Linked DNA regions of Mus musculus: regions 1, 2, 3 and 5 are each linked to region 4. A link is a contact called in public Hi-C and HiChIP or PLAC-seq data. All regions are on one chromosome and are shown on one strand. The core of a region is the stretch at or near the end of the contact, and the rest is flanking DNA. Distances in the headings are between cores, read along the strand shown. Region 1 has its middle 100 kb from the start of Gm35341. Region 2 has its middle 120 kb from the start of Gm35341. Region 3 has its middle 86 kb from the start of Gm35201. Region 4 holds the start of Tgfb2 (transforming growth factor, beta 2). Region 5 has its middle 60 kb from the start of Gm35341.

What was found. Hi-C and Micro-C count contacts between places; a contact is called where the count stands out from the background. HiChIP or PLAC-seq counts read pairs in DNA pulled down with a chosen protein or histone mark.
Region 1: a Hi-C map of myocytes shows a contact between it and region 4, with 3 times the contacts expected there. The contact joins the enhancer-like site here to the promoter of Tgfb2 in region 4. A contact is called at or near these places in 3 of 39 promoter capture datasets (the C10 cell line, frontonasal cranial neural crest and hippocampal neurons), 1 of 484 Hi-C or Micro-C datasets (myocytes) and 11 of 115 datasets of contacts at active chromatin or transcription factors (the NIH/3T3 cell line, astrocytes, craniofacial prominence and 8 more).
Region 2: a contact with region 4 is called in a Hi-C map of the N1E-115 cell line, with 20 times the contacts expected there. The contact joins the enhancer-like site here to the promoter of Tgfb2 in region 4. A contact is called at or near these places in 2 of 39 promoter capture datasets (hippocampal neurons and maxillary cranial neural crest), 1 of 15 datasets of contacts at CTCF or cohesin (the NIH/3T3 cell line), 13 of 484 Hi-C or Micro-C datasets (the N1E-115 cell line, adipose-derived mesenchymal stem cells, cerebellar granule neurons and 8 more), 19 of 115 datasets of contacts at active chromatin or transcription factors (the NIH/3T3 cell line, astrocytes, craniofacial prominence and 14 more) and 3 of 9 other capture datasets (adipose tissue, embryonic stem cells and liver).
Region 3: a contact with region 4 is called in an H3K4me3 HiChIP or PLAC-seq map of craniofacial prominence, with 4 times the contacts expected there. The contact joins the enhancer-like site here to the promoter of Tgfb2 in region 4. A contact is called at or near these places in 4 of 39 promoter capture datasets (embryonic stem cells, frontonasal cranial neural crest, liver and 1 more), 12 of 484 Hi-C or Micro-C datasets (the MC3T3-E1 cell line, the N1E-115 cell line, cerebral cortex and 5 more), 19 of 115 datasets of contacts at active chromatin or transcription factors (cardiomyocytes, craniofacial prominence, embryonic basal ganglia and 12 more) and 4 of 9 other capture datasets (adipose tissue, embryonic stem cells, liver and 1 more).
Region 5: a contact with region 4 is called in a Hi-C map of uterus, with 5 times the contacts expected there. The contact joins the enhancer-like site here to the promoter of Tgfb2 in region 4. A contact is called at or near these places in 7 of 39 promoter capture datasets (the 3T3-L1 cell line, the HPC-7 cell line, the SN4741 cell line and 3 more), 1 of 15 datasets of contacts at CTCF or cohesin (the NIH/3T3 cell line), 10 of 484 Hi-C or Micro-C datasets (the N1E-115 cell line, cerebral cortex, cortical neurons and 2 more), 14 of 115 datasets of contacts at active chromatin or transcription factors (the NIH/3T3 cell line, cardiomyocytes, craniofacial prominence and 10 more) and 3 of 9 other capture datasets (adipose tissue, embryonic stem cells and liver).

Annotation. Positions count from the first base shown.
Region 1 is chr1:186,306,481-186,309,180 of GRCm38.p6, forward strand. No RefSeq gene overlaps it. Among named protein-coding and RNA genes, the nearest start is that of Gm35341, 100 kb to the right of the region's middle. Within about 2 kb of position 1,326, at least 11 of the 459 cell types and tissues checked have an H3K27ac peak or open chromatin away from gene starts, as enhancers often do. A contact at or near this core is called in myocytes, where this site is marked.
Region 2 is chr1:186,287,977-186,290,676 of GRCm38.p6, forward strand. No RefSeq gene overlaps it. Among named protein-coding and RNA genes, the nearest start is that of Gm35341, 120 kb to the right of the region's middle. Within about 2 kb of position 1,400, at least 15 of the 459 cell types and tissues checked have an H3K27ac peak or open chromatin away from gene starts, as enhancers often do. A contact at or near this core is called in the N1E-115 cell line, pancreatic cancer cells and trophoblast stem cells, where this site is marked.
Region 3 is chr1:186,222,636-186,225,335 of GRCm38.p6, forward strand. No RefSeq gene overlaps it. Among named protein-coding and RNA genes, the nearest start is that of Gm35201, 86 kb to the left of the region's middle. Within about 2 kb of position 1,391, at least 23 of the 459 cell types and tissues checked have an H3K27ac peak or open chromatin away from gene starts, as enhancers often do. A contact at or near this core is called in the N1E-115 cell line, craniofacial prominence and neural tube, where this site is marked.
Region 4 is chr1:186,704,735-186,707,434 of GRCm38.p6, forward strand. It overlaps Tgfb2 (transforming growth factor, beta 2), which reads right to left and starts at 1,255. Exons shown (of 7, transcript NM_009367.4): 1 at 1-1,255. The coding sequence starts at 40.
Region 5 is chr1:186,346,452-186,349,151 of GRCm38.p6, forward strand. No RefSeq gene overlaps it. Among named protein-coding and RNA genes, the nearest start is that of Gm35341, 60 kb to the right of the region's middle. Within about 2 kb of position 1,395, at least 19 of the 459 cell types and tissues checked have an H3K27ac peak or open chromatin away from gene starts, as enhancers often do. A contact at or near this core is called in the SN4741 cell line, adipose tissue, heart atrium and 1 more, where this site is marked.

The DNA.
Region 1 (2,700 bases), core at 76-2,575, 400 kb before region 4:
AGCAAGTCTATACAGTTTGACTGTGGATCTAGGTACTACTCTCAAGACAATCTCTTTAGGGAGGAGAAGAGCATCAGTATGTATGCTTCGACATATCTCTTCTTCACTGTCGTTGTTAAGGAACAGGGCTACAAAGCATCGGATCAGGGAATGTAATGTATTGCATTATTGTTTATCATAAATGGAGGTTAGTTTTGTGCTTACTCAACTCAGCAATGAGATGAGCAATGAGATGATTTTCCTGGTTTTGTCCAGCTTTCTAATTTGTTTTGACCTTCAAGGTGTAATAGGAGGACTGCAAAAACAACCTTTCCAGAAGACTATTTAAAAAAAAAAATACTTTCACAAAAGTCTAAAGTATAAAAGCAAAGTTAGATCAAAACAAGTAAGGAACAGGTGGGATGGTCTGAAAATCAGCTCAGAACTGTGACCACCTAAGAGCTGCTTCAGAGGGTGGGCTTGATGCTGGCAAGAAGCTCACAGTGTGTATAAGAGCAAATAACTGTTTTGCAAACAGGTGCTGTTGGCTGGTGGGGTTGGTTAGGCATTTGTCCACTCTCCCATGAAATGATCCTAGGAGCTCTCAGGATGTGAGAGATGATATGTTATTTTAATGTTGAAGCAATATCTGATTTATTAGAGAGTATAGGTTGGGAAAGTGACCACCCATGCTTTCTTCTTCATCTTTTCTTCCAGATGTATTTTGCATTTGTATCCTGCCTCTCCCATGAGGTAGACTGTCCCTTAGTAAATATCCCCATAACTGTGTACAGCCTTTATATGAAATTATTTCTCTAACTTCCTTAGACATTCTTATAGATATCAAATTGTAAAATTGCATCACATCTATTTAGGGAGGTTTGGTCTCTTGTCAGTAAATAAAAACACAGAATATTCACAGTCAAGTATTATGTCTTAGTGCTAGTTAGTATAGAGCATTTGAATTTTCTTCTATGACAGGTAGTTAAAAGGCCATAACTGCTTATGCAAAAAGAAGAAGAAGAAGAAGAAGAAGAAGAAGAAGAAGAAGAAGAAGAAGAAGAAGAAGAAGAAGAAGAAGAAGAAGAAGAAGAAGAAGAAACCAGGAAAATCACTTAATCACTGAGTTGGGTAAGGGCAAAAATAACCTTCACTTACGATTAAAAAAATCATGTAATGCTTATGTAAGTTCAAATAAGGCAAAATTCATGTGAAGTTTGGTCAATTTGATATTTGGCTACCGGTCAACTTAGATTAAACCAGAGTTATCACTGAAGTGTTCGCTTGTGTAACTCATCCTACTGAAGAATGTTGGTCTCTCCCATGCCACACAAGTAGAGCTGGCTGGACTCTTCAACGAGCTTGTGTGCTCTGGAGGTAACATGAGCAGAGTCAAGTAGGAGGATGACAACCCTACCTTGGAATGTGCCACGGGAACAAAGGCCTGGTTCCTCAGAACTTTCTCTGAACATGCGATTGGCTGCTGAATTACTGAAAGCTGGTGAGGTGGTGAGTTTCGAAGTACCTTAGACACAGTTTTGTTTTGTTTTGTTTTAAGATTTATTTATTTATTTATTTAGGTGAGTACACTGTAGCTGTACAGATGGTTGTGAGCCTTCCTGTGGTTGTTGGGAATTGAGTTTTTTTTTTTTTTTTTTTTTTTAACTCTGCTTACTTGGGTCAACCCTGCTCACTCCGGTCAACTCTGCTTGCTCAATCCCTGCTTGCTCTGGTCCAAAGATTTATTTATTATTATAATACATAAGTACACTGAAGCTGTCTTTAGACACACCAGAAGAGGACGTCAGATCTCATTATAGGTGGTTGTGAGCCACCATGTGGTTGCTGGGATTTGAACTCAGGACTTTTGGAAGAGCTGTCTGTGTGCTCTTACCCACTGAGCCATCTTGCCAGCCCTAAACACAGTTTTTTAATGCATTCTAAATACTCTTTGGCTCATTAAAATATCCTTGTCACGATAAACATATTCCAATAATAAATCTGACTAATTCTGAATGACAAATCTTTAGAGTAGAAGCAAAATTAAATTTTCTCTATAATTACATTGAATCTAGCAAGTAGGGCTGGGTATTCAAACATGGGTACACTTTAAGGATTAGAGATATTAAACTTCCCAGCTTCCATTCAAGGTGTATTTTAAACCACTAAATTGCTTTATAACTATGAGATTCATCCTCATTATTCCATGAGATAATGTCTTTATCCTTGAACTGTGCATATGCCACAATGTATCTGTCAGTTCTATAATGATCTACACAGCAATGTCTCCAATTTAGGGCTGTGATGGAGAATGTGATTATGAACACTCTGAATTTGCATTTCAGTGGCCATGTTCATGCCTGTAGGTTTGGGTTATCCCTTGGAGGAAGCACAAGGAAGATTTCTATGTGTCTTCAGAAGATGATCCAGTCTCATCAAACGCTTGCAGCTATGTGCACAGTGTGCATGAACAAAAGATGCAAGCACAAAGTTTCCATTCAGCACAATTCCACTTCAGCTCATCTCAAAGCCACATGCAACCAAACAAGTGGCAGAAATCATCGAACTAGTGACCTCCAGGTGGTCGTGACGAAGCATGGGGCTAGGGGTACTTCTGGGAGAGTTCATAGCTTGAGTGTTCACTAGTATATAGAATATTCTCTGTGAATATCTTCCGGCAATCAAATTCTATTTAAAGTATTTTGTTTTGTGGACTACCTT
Region 2 (2,700 bases), core at 150-2,649, 420 kb before region 4:
GCGATGTGGAGGAGAAATACCACTGTAGTTGTGTGTATTTAGACACTTACTTGGTCCTCAATGGGTGGTGCTGTTGAGAAGGCTATAGAACATCCATCGCTGATGTGTCTGCTGTAAGTTTGGAACCTGAGAATTAGTCATGGCCAACCGTTAAACTCAGCTTATGCTCAAAGTTGGAACGGACATCTGATTAAATGAGCCTTGAGCTGAACTGCTCATCGTTTACAGAGGAGTAATGCTAACATTTTTCAGTTGTTTTAAAACCCAGTGAGAACTTCTGAACAGAAACCAAACCTATATTTTTGAAAACCACTGACCCGGAATAAAATGAGAGCATTGGAATATTTTCTGGAATAAATTTGAACCAAATTGATATTTTGCTAGATCCAAGTCCCTAGTTAAGATAAAGTGTGTGGTCATGTACCATAACAGAGTTAAGTAGCCCACCCAGAGATTAAATATGTGGCCTTTCTCTCATTAGTTCTATATTTTATAAGTAACACAACGGTCATGTCATGACTTCTACAGAGCACTTCACTATGAAAGGAGAGAGAGGAATAATTTTATATGAGGGAAGAGGAGCAGAGTTTGAATCTAAGAAGTTTCTGTAATTCACGCAGGCTCATGGTGAATACCCTCATAGTGAGGGAGTTTGGACCAGTGTTTTCTTTTGGGCACTGTATGACAAAGAAGAAGAAGTTGCAAAACCAAAACTTCAACTGTATGTATTCATTAATTTGAAGATGTCGTACTTTGGGAATAATAGCTATTGTTGGTATTGCTGACTGTCAAGTGCTAAGAGACTATCAAACAGGCTTGCCATTCTCCTTACCAAAGATGCCAACTCAAGATCTAGTTGGTGATATACCTAGCAGGTAAAGAAACCTGTAACCAAGTCTGAGGACCTGAGTTCTATTCTTGGGAAACACATGGCAGGAGAGAACCGGCCGCCACACGTTGTACTGGCACCACCACACCTGCGTTGTGAATGCATGTGCAAGCACATGCAAACTAAGTAAATTAATCTAGTGATATATCTAAAAACTCTAATTACTTTTATGCAGTTATGGATTCAAATCAAAGTCATTATTTTTGCTTAAGAACTAAGGAAGTGAGAGGCAATCGCACTTTTCATTTTCTTCATGCTAGGACCTCTGGAAGAAATTTGGATGTTTCCCCAAATATTTCAATAATTTTTTTCTATTAATTAATTTATTCTATGTGAATGGCTATTTTGGCTGCATGTATATCTATGTGTCATGCTTGAGTGTAGTGCCCGTAGGGGTCAGAAGAGAGCATCAGGGGGTCTGGAACTGGAGTTGCAGACAGACATGAGTGAGTCATCATGTGTGTGCTGGGAAAGGCCCCTGGGTGCTGAGTCATCTCTCTAGGCCAGTACATGTTTTCTGTATGTCTGAGTTTGTCATCTTTTCTGCCTTGGAGCCTAGATCAGGTCATCAAGGTTGGCTTAGGCACTGGGTCTGTCCGGGTGAGAGACACCTGAGTAGTAGCTTCACTCACACCTACTCCTGCCATTGATTGAGGAAAAACAGGGTTAGCTCTGTGTCTCCAGTGAGTTACTAAATTTTGTCATGCTCCTTACATAAAATAATTTCAGAACCAAAGAGGTTTATCCTTCTTAGTTGTGTCTCACCTCCCCAAGCCCCACAGCACAATACAAACACACAGCAGTTGCTCTATTAAGAAATCCATTCATGAAAAACAATTGTCCAAATTACTGCAATTAACCAATGTGGTTTTTCTTCTCCGCAACAGCTTGCAAAGTAATAGCAATGGGGTGGCTTCATTTAAGTACTGAACCTTTTGATGTTAAAATCGTTTCCAAGTAGCAGATAATTGTTTTAAACATACAGGACATAGGTGTTTGTGTGTTTTCTCTTTAATAACACACACACTATTTCAATTCATTCTCCTGGCCCTCTGGGCTTCTCTCCTGTCTTTCCCCCATATCTGATCCTGTCCCCCTTTTCCCTTCCCCCACTCCTCCCTCGCCCAGGTCTCTCCTTCTCTCTGAATGGAAATATGCAGCTGAGGGGTGGGAGAGGGTGTAGGTGGGACCTCTAGAAACTTCCAGAGACCTGGGATGTCAGAGGCTCCCAGGACTCAATGGGGATGACCTTAGCCAAAATGCCCAACAGTGGGGAGACAGAACCTGAAGAGACAACCTCCAGTAGATAGGCAGGGCTCCCAGTGGAGGGATGTGGTCACCAACCTACTTTCAAAGTTTTTGACTCAGAATTGTTCCTGTCTTAAAGAAATGCAGGGACAAAAGTGGAACAGAGACTGACAGAAAGCCCTTCTAGTGACTGGTCCAACTTGAGACCCATTCCATGGGCAGTGGGTGCCAGATCCCAACACTGTTACTGATACCATTTTGTGCTTGCAGACAGGAGCTGTCCTCTGAGAGGCTCTATCAGCTGCTGACTAAGACAGGTGTAGATACTCACAGCCAACCATTGGACTGAGCCTGGGGACCCCTATGAAAGAGTTATGGGGAGGATTAAAAAAGCAGAAGGGGATGGCAATCCCATAGAAAGACCAACAGTATTAAATAACCCAGACCCCTGGGAGCTCCCAGAGACTAAGCAATGAACCAAAGAGCATACATAGGCTTCTACAAGGCTCATATGGCACATATGTAGCTGAGGGCTGCCTGTATGGCCTCAGGGGGAGAGGATG
Region 3 (2,700 bases), core at 141-2,640, 480 kb before region 4:
TTTGGAGAAAGGAGAAAATAAAAGTTTAACAATTACTTCCTGGCAATTGTGGTTATGAAGAGAAACATGTTTGCTCATGCCATCATTTGGAGACGTAAAGGAGCCCTGTAGATCCAAAACAGTAATTCCTTAAATCACTTCCTCAATTATTCCTGCAGAAATGTTAGAGAGAGTAGAAAATTCCAAAATCAAAGGCAAAACATTTGCATTTCTACCACCTGCCATGAAAAATGGAAATTGATATTTTAATGACTGGGGTGGGTCTTCTTAATCGCAAATGTAGTAAAACTATGTGGATCTGGTCAACATATCATTTTAAAACTCTTTTTCATTTAGAACACATTTGGAAATAAATACATTCTTCAGCATCCAAGAATCAAAATGCTGCTGGTTTTTAACAGTCTTCAATGGGCTCGGTTTTAGGTTCTTGTGGAGTATTTATTGGTCTCCCTCTCCCTCTCCCTCTCCCTCTCCCTCTCCCTCTCCCTCTCCCTCTCCCTCTCCCTCTCCCTCTCCCTCTCCCTCTCCCTCTCCCTCCCCCTCCCCTCCCCCTCCCCCTCCCCCTCCCCTCCCCTCCCCCTCCCCCTCCCTCTCTCTCTCAAATGTCTTTAAATAATACTGGGAGGAACATAAAACTTTGAACTCGAATTCCCTTTCATAGGAGAAATTCCAGGGTCAGTGTCTTCAGGTTGAGGAAAATAGCTAAAGAGTACCCAGCAAAGGGTCAGCTTTCCCATGCCCCTGGCGAACCAAGCCTGCTCCTGTGCCTCTATTAAATGCAGTGACTCTCGAGAGTGAGAGCATCGGCTTTGGAGTGTGATTTAATTTTCCTCTACCTCTGTACTTTGTCTTCAGACCCTAGAGGAGACAGAAGAGCGATAGTGTCTCATCGCCCGCCCATCACAGGAGTGAATGAAACCGAACAAAGGGAAACATTCTTCCCACCTCACTCTGGCAGATGGCAGAGGTCAAGTTTGACAGTTACCAGAGCTGACAATTCCTTCATGATGCAATTTCAGGAGGAAAAAAAAGGACCCTGACCAGGGACCAACAGGGATGCTTTATTCCTGTGCATTCAACAGAGTCATTTCCTGCACAGCATTAGCTGTCCCGGGGAATGCTGTGGAGTAAGCTGGAAATGAGGACAGAGCTCTGGAAAGCATTTAATGTCTACCCAAGCATTTCTGGAAGTGCTTGACGACCCTAGCAGGAAAGAAATTCCCCTTGCACTGGAGATGAAGAAATTGCTAAAAAGCAGAGTGCTGGGAAAGCCATTTTATATGGAGGGATTGGTGTGGGATTCTGGGATTCAAACTTTCAATGTGTTAGGTCAAACTCTACTGTATATTATACATACTTTCTTATCAGAAATGGAACTAGTTCTATACTTAGTTCCTTGTTTATTATGGCAATTGAAAACCAGAAAAAGCAGAGTCCCTTTGTTCTCTGACCCTGGCTCTGAGTCCACTTTTGAGGTGCTTCTAGTTCCCAGACTTTTATGTATGTTTCAAGATCAAACACAGTTCCTAGTGGTCAGTTCTTTATTTTCCAGCTCCTATGCACACATAGGAAGTCCTTCTATGCACACATAGCTCATTGGACACACAGATGGCAGATTAAATTCTTGCCTCTGCAGCCCATGTCCCAGGAGCAGGGTCGTGTTTGTGTGCTTAACTGCAGATTTACCCAAATCACACAGTTTTATATCGGTCTTTGCCTGAGGTGCTCTCTCGGTAGATCTGAAGTCCCAGGGAACTGACCCTGCTTTTCTTAGCCCTGTCCTGTCATGTGCTGCAGAGCCAACAAGGTGCAAAGGTGCCTGGCCTCCCTTAATCTCGCCATCTTGGGGAACTCTTGGTGTTAACCTTTGCTAGTGTGATAGCCAAATATGGAAGCCATTGTGTGACATGGGCGACATGAACCCATATCAACTTGCATGTTTGTTTATCTTTGGAATTTGATGCTTTGTGTAGCCTTTGCCTGGTTTTCTTATGAAAACACCCCCCATTTTCCTGTTGACATAAAAGAACATTTTTATGTACTATGAATAGTAACCCTTTGTCTGCCATGTTTCTTTTAAATACTCCATACTTGGTATATTATGTAAACTGCTTTCATTAAGGGAGATGTTAAACTCTTGCACCTCAAATATATGAATGCTTTCCTTATGTTTTTTTGCTTTGCATTACTCTCTGGGAAAAAAAAAGAACCCAAGTGTCAACATTTAACAAAACATAGTGGCAATGACTTTGATTATTTTTGTGTCAAGAAATTTAATTTATAAACTTGAGTCTTCCTCCATTCCCGTCTTTCATTCCTCCTTCCTTTCTTTCTTCTTTCTTCTGCTTTTGTAAAGAGAGTTTCACTTATCCCAGGTTGTTCTAGAACTCATTATATAGCCAAGGGTGACCTTAGATTCCTGAGTGCTGGAATCTCAGGCATGGGCCACCATACCTTCCTTTATTCAGTACTGGAGATTGAACTCAAGTCATCTTACATGACAGGTGAACACTGTACCAACTGAGCTACAACCTCCAGTCCTGAATTTTAATATGTCAAAGCTTGCTAACCTACTTGATTTCCCTTTCTTTCTTTTGTTCTTTCTTTAATTTCTTCTGGAATAGAATCTCACTGAGTCCCTGAGCTCACAAATATCCTACAACAGCCTCCTACATCCTATGCCTACAGGAACCACCAGTC
Region 4 (2,700 bases), core at 5-2,504:
GATGCAGGAGCAAAAAGGTGCTCAGCACACAGTAGTGCATGTTTTTAAAAGGAAGAAACGTTGATGTTGTTATTTAAAGTAAGAAAAAATATATATAAAAAAGAAACTAGTAATTCTCAGAGCGGTCAGGTAGAGTTGTTTTTAATACGAAACTTTTGCAAAGCAGTCGAAAGTTAATGCCCAATAGAAAAACGTCCCTGGCTGGGATTCCTTTAAAAAAGAAAATGCAACGCGTTCCCAACGTGGAGATATTAATATGCGATGCTGGGGCGGGGTGGGGGGGGAATCTCTCACTTTAAGGAGTAAGAAAGGTTTGTTTTTTTTTTCTCCTGGAAGGGAGAGGGTGAGTGGCTCTGAAGTAGAAATAAACTTAAGAGGAAGAAATGGAGTTCAGTGTGTCAGGCTCGGTGCGGAGTGGCTGATCTGAACTCCGATCCTCCGGCCAAAAGGGACGAGACGAGAAGGTCCGGGGGCTGGCAGGAGGCACGCAGGGCCGCGGGGAGCGCTGAGCGGCGGCCGGGGCTGCGCCGGGCTCTAACTGAGAAGTTCAAAGACCGAGCGGCTCGGCCCTGCCTTCCACACGTGTGTGGATGAGTGTGCGTGTGGATGTGTGCGCGTGTGCGCGCGTGCGTGCGCGCGCGCCGAGGGCGAGCCTGGCGAGCCGCGGGGAGGCAGATGCGCCCCGGAGCGGCTCACTCGGAGACTCGGTGGGATACTGTCCGCCCCGGAGATCCACAGAGGCCGGAGCAGGCGGCGAGGATCCCGCTCCTGCCGGCCGCGCTGTGGCCTACACCCGGCTGGGTCGCTCCACGTTGCAGCCGCCGCTGCTGCCTGCAAAGAGGGCCAGCCTCCAGCTCGGTCCTTCAGATCCTCCTTTTCTTGCTCCAGGCGGCCAAGGGCGACAGCGATCGGCCACCTCCTTAACCCCTGTGGAACAACACCGCCTCCTGGGCGCGTTGGCTGCGGGCTGCCCCGGGACTCGCACCCTTCCCTAGCTTCTCCTAGCTTCCACCAAGGTTGCACTTTCTCGCTTAGGGTAAGTAGGTACTTGCGACCCTAAAATAGACCTCTGCCGATCCTTCTCTCCGCAGATGGGTTGCTCCAGAATGGCTCTTTAAACCCTAATACTTCTCTCCATCCCTGACGCCTGCCCCAGAGCTCAGCTCTCAGCGCCTTCTCTCTTTCTCTCCCACTCGCTCTCCTGCCGGCAGTTTCAGCAGCTCTGCTCCGAGCAAACCTGCTGCCAGCAGATAACATCACGATTCTGCCCGGAGCAGAGTTTTATATGTGCTCCCCAAACCACGTGTTTGCCTTCAACAAAGTGACGCGCTAGGATTACAGTCAGAAGTCCTCTGTTACTAAGACCACGAGCTCTGGACCATTGGAGGGGGTGTGGAAAAGGGGGACGGCCAGTAAGGGAGGGCGACTGGCATGAGGAATTTGCAGTAGTCACTGTCTGTGATCACCAAGGGTCTGTGTGTGGAGGGGCAGGCAGCTAAGCATCCCGTTTCTACATGGTGGGGATCACTCATTCGCAGCTTCCCTGAGTCCCTCCTGTGTTGAGTGCGTGCCCATGCATGTACAGGCGTGTACACACACACACACACACACACACACACACACACACACACACACACACACACACACACACTGTGCTCCATGGAGCTCCAGCCCAGCCCTGAAGACATGCCTTCCAATCTGAGACTGCTGACCTAACTCTTGAGTTCTCCGGGATTCCACAGGTTGTTTTTCATTAGCCTGTTTACAATCCAGCCCTGTTTGCCTGTGAACCAGCAGAATACAGAAGTGTCCCTTTCACCCAATGCATGCTCTGTATCACTGCTTTGAATAAAGGAACTGTTGCCTTCTTTATGTGAGCCCCTGCTCATGTGGCTTTCTCCTCAGCCTTCCTAGACAAGGATGACCCACCATCTTCTGCCTGTCGCAGCATTATCTAAGACACCTGGGTTTTAAATGTTTGCTGTCTCCTGTCACACAGTATCATAACTTGACATTTTCTACTTCAACTTGCTCAAACTGGTTGGATAACAGAATCTTTCTTCCCACTGGTCTTTCCCCTTTAGTCAAAGTCAACATTTCAATCTTAGTGATGACTCTGTGGCCACGATGACTACACAGGTTGTTAAAGCTGGAAACTGTTGAGAATTCCCCCAGGTTAAGACCTCAGTATCATTTTCCTAGTTCAAAAGGATCAAACCTTTAGGGATGCATACATGTGTATGTGTGTGTGTGTGTGGGGGGGGTTATATTCTTACTAGAGGGAGCTGTAATGATATGTAATGATATAGCTGGCATACATTATATACAGCAATGAACATTATTATTTGTATTTCACAGACAGGGAGACTGAGGCCATAGGAAGTGAGGTCTGTTGTTGCAGAAAACAGGAAGGGGTGGGTCTGGGTTTTGCAGAGAGAGCCCGCCCACCTCCTGGGTTCTTTCCCACCATGTACTTGGAAGAAGTATAAGGTCCCAGAACATGTGACAAGCAGGGATCCGGGGGTTCCGTAAGTGTGGGAGCTGCAGAATAATCTACTGCCCTCTTACAGAATCAAGACCCCCCCACAGTCATGTTCTATGTTCTAAGATTCCTGCAGAAAACTCTCTCTTGAATTATCATCTCCCCACCCACCTTGAACACAAAATTCTTCTACTCCACTGGCCCTGAGGAACACCCTG
Region 5 (2,700 bases), core at 145-2,644, 360 kb before region 4:
AGGGGGCAAACCTCAGGGACAGAGAGGCACAGAACCTCTGTGCGAATGTTTACTCTGAGGGCTGTAATTTGGATAAGTAGAGGGAAAGCAGACTTCATTAAATTTGCAATGAAACTGCCGGGTACATCAGGATGCAGAACAGGGGATAATAGAGCTCCACTATGCTTTGGGTTATTTTATTTAGATTGAGTTTGATCGTCTTTAATACTGAATTCTGAGTCTCAGGAAGCGTAGACTGTGTATTTCTTTTAAGTATATGCAAAACAAACAAACAAAAAAACCAACAAAAACAAAACTAATATCTTCAACAAATAAAAAGCTGCTTTTGAATGAAGAACCATGGGAATCTCCATCACAATTACACTAAATTAATATCCCTACTAAGAGAGTGAGCTTCACAAACAATTGAAAAGGAAAGCAATACAAAAACACCTCTTTTTACACATTAGCCACCCTGCTATAAACATCAAGGAAGAGTGAGATGCCTCATGCACAGGTGGAGCATGCGGTGTCAAGATAGATAGATAGATAGATAGATAGATAGATAGATAGATAGATAGATAGATGGATGGATGGATGGATGGATGGATGGATAGATAGGTAGATAGAGAGATAGAGAGACAGAGAGATAGAGAGATAGAGAGATATAGATACTCAGGAAGCAACTTTTATGACCAGAGATGCTTTTAAGAATGAAAAATTAAGACACAGTTAACACACACCACCAATACACCACACCATAGAACATAACTTAGATGAGCTAATCTGCAAGAGTGGAGTAAAAAAATGAGGTAATGCTGTTGAGGGGATTATATTCAAAATATGGCAAGACATCAATAGTGACCGAGCGGAGGAAGGAAGGCGTCTCAGCTGTTAGCAATAAGGCAACCGCAAATTTGCAAGATGTATTAACTGCTTCAGTAACTGGTAGTTCAAGAAGTTTAATCCCCAAGACTTCATGCGACCGTCTGTGACAGGGCTGCCCGAGCTATACATCTTTTTCTTGGCCGTGGTTACTGAAATTCTTCCTCCCTTCGTCCTTCCCTCGAGGGTCAGTTCAGGAAGAAAGAGTAGTAGATGGAGAGCTGGCTTCTTGTCTTTCCTCATCCTGCAAAGACTGCCTCCACCACGGACAAGAGGAATGTGTAATGTTGCTCAGACAGGCGGAGGAACTGACACCACGTTTTCTATATCACCCAATGTGCTGAAGGGTGCAAATCATTTGTAAAAGCATTAAGTTGGTTACATTGGCTAAGCAGTTGAAATTGTAAGCTCTTGAATGTCAAGCGCTGACCCTGTGGGGTGGGGGGAGGTTGAAGTGGAATGGTGTGGTGGAGGGCAGGCTTTGGGTCATGTTTTATACTGGAAGTTTAATTGTCCTGGCAAGGATGTTGAAGTGACTCATTGAGCTGAAGTGGATTCTATCTTCCAGCACAGATTTGAAATGGGGGAGGATAGCGCAGCAATAGTATCTTTAAAAGAATTGGCTTAGTTTGCCTCAGCCCCTAACTACTTCCATGCAGATTCATTTGTTTTGGACACCAATGTTGAAAGCAAGCCAATGATAGCAAAAATAGTGTCTATGTCGCCCCTTTTGAACCCACACAAACCTTTTCACTGTGTTTAAGCCAGGGATTTTTTTTTCCAAAGAAAATTACATGTTCTTTGGTCCTTTCCGATCTTTTATTGAAGAACGTTAAATAGTTTATAGCTAGAAAGAATTATAAAGTCATCATGACACCAAGTTTGTGCAATGGTGTTTTCCAAATGTGTTTTGATTATTCTCACAGAAACTCTCATCCCACTCAGAGATGAGTGTTTCTAACTTGGCGTTGTAAGGTGAGTCATGCTGTCTGTTTATCCCCGGGACATAGGTGCTGGATTTACCTTGCTTTAAAGGAATGCTCTCTGCATGGGTTTTATAATCCTTTGCTAGTCAGTGGCCAACCCCCTGAGATGCCCCTTGTGTCACTGAAAATAGTGAACTCGAAACTCCAGCACAGAGCAACCCTTTACTATCAGCTGGGGAAATTTTCTGCTGGAAGACTGTTGCATATGCTTGCAGAAATGCTGCCTCTTAAATCCCCACCCCTAAGAGTGTAATCAGAGCTATTCCAAAGGCAAGTAGGACCAAGTAATCTCCATCCAGAGGGTGTCACAGAAAACCTGTGGATGCTATTGCTGGGCTGGGAAGGGAAATCAGGGAAGGATGCGGAGAACAGGGACATTTTGTTCCCAGAATACCTTTACTAAGAGACTCTTAAGATGAAGCTAGTAGTCACTGCATGATAAATGGGTTTTGAATCGTGTGGAAGCTCAGGGGAGGGACTGGCATTTTGATTACCCAGATTCAAATCAGACCAAGGAGAGTAGAAAGGGGTTAATTTCTTAGAAATCTCAGAAGCAGAATGAACAGGCTCCAGTAATAAAAATAAAATAAAATAAGCAGTAATGAAGCAGCTGAGTGATAGAATTTCTTTCAGTCTTTGAAGTGGGAAAGTGTCGTGATGAATTCTGTTGGTCCAGGTGAACTTGGGTCACCTACAGGAAGCTCTGCTGGCGACAAAAGAAACATAAACTTGCAGCCATGATAAGATCATTGCTAGAGGAGTCAGAGACCATCACTGTGGGAGTGACCACTGAAGGCTGGGGGGAAAGTATGCTCTCTAAACTGGAGAGAATGGAAAGATAAAGCTAGAA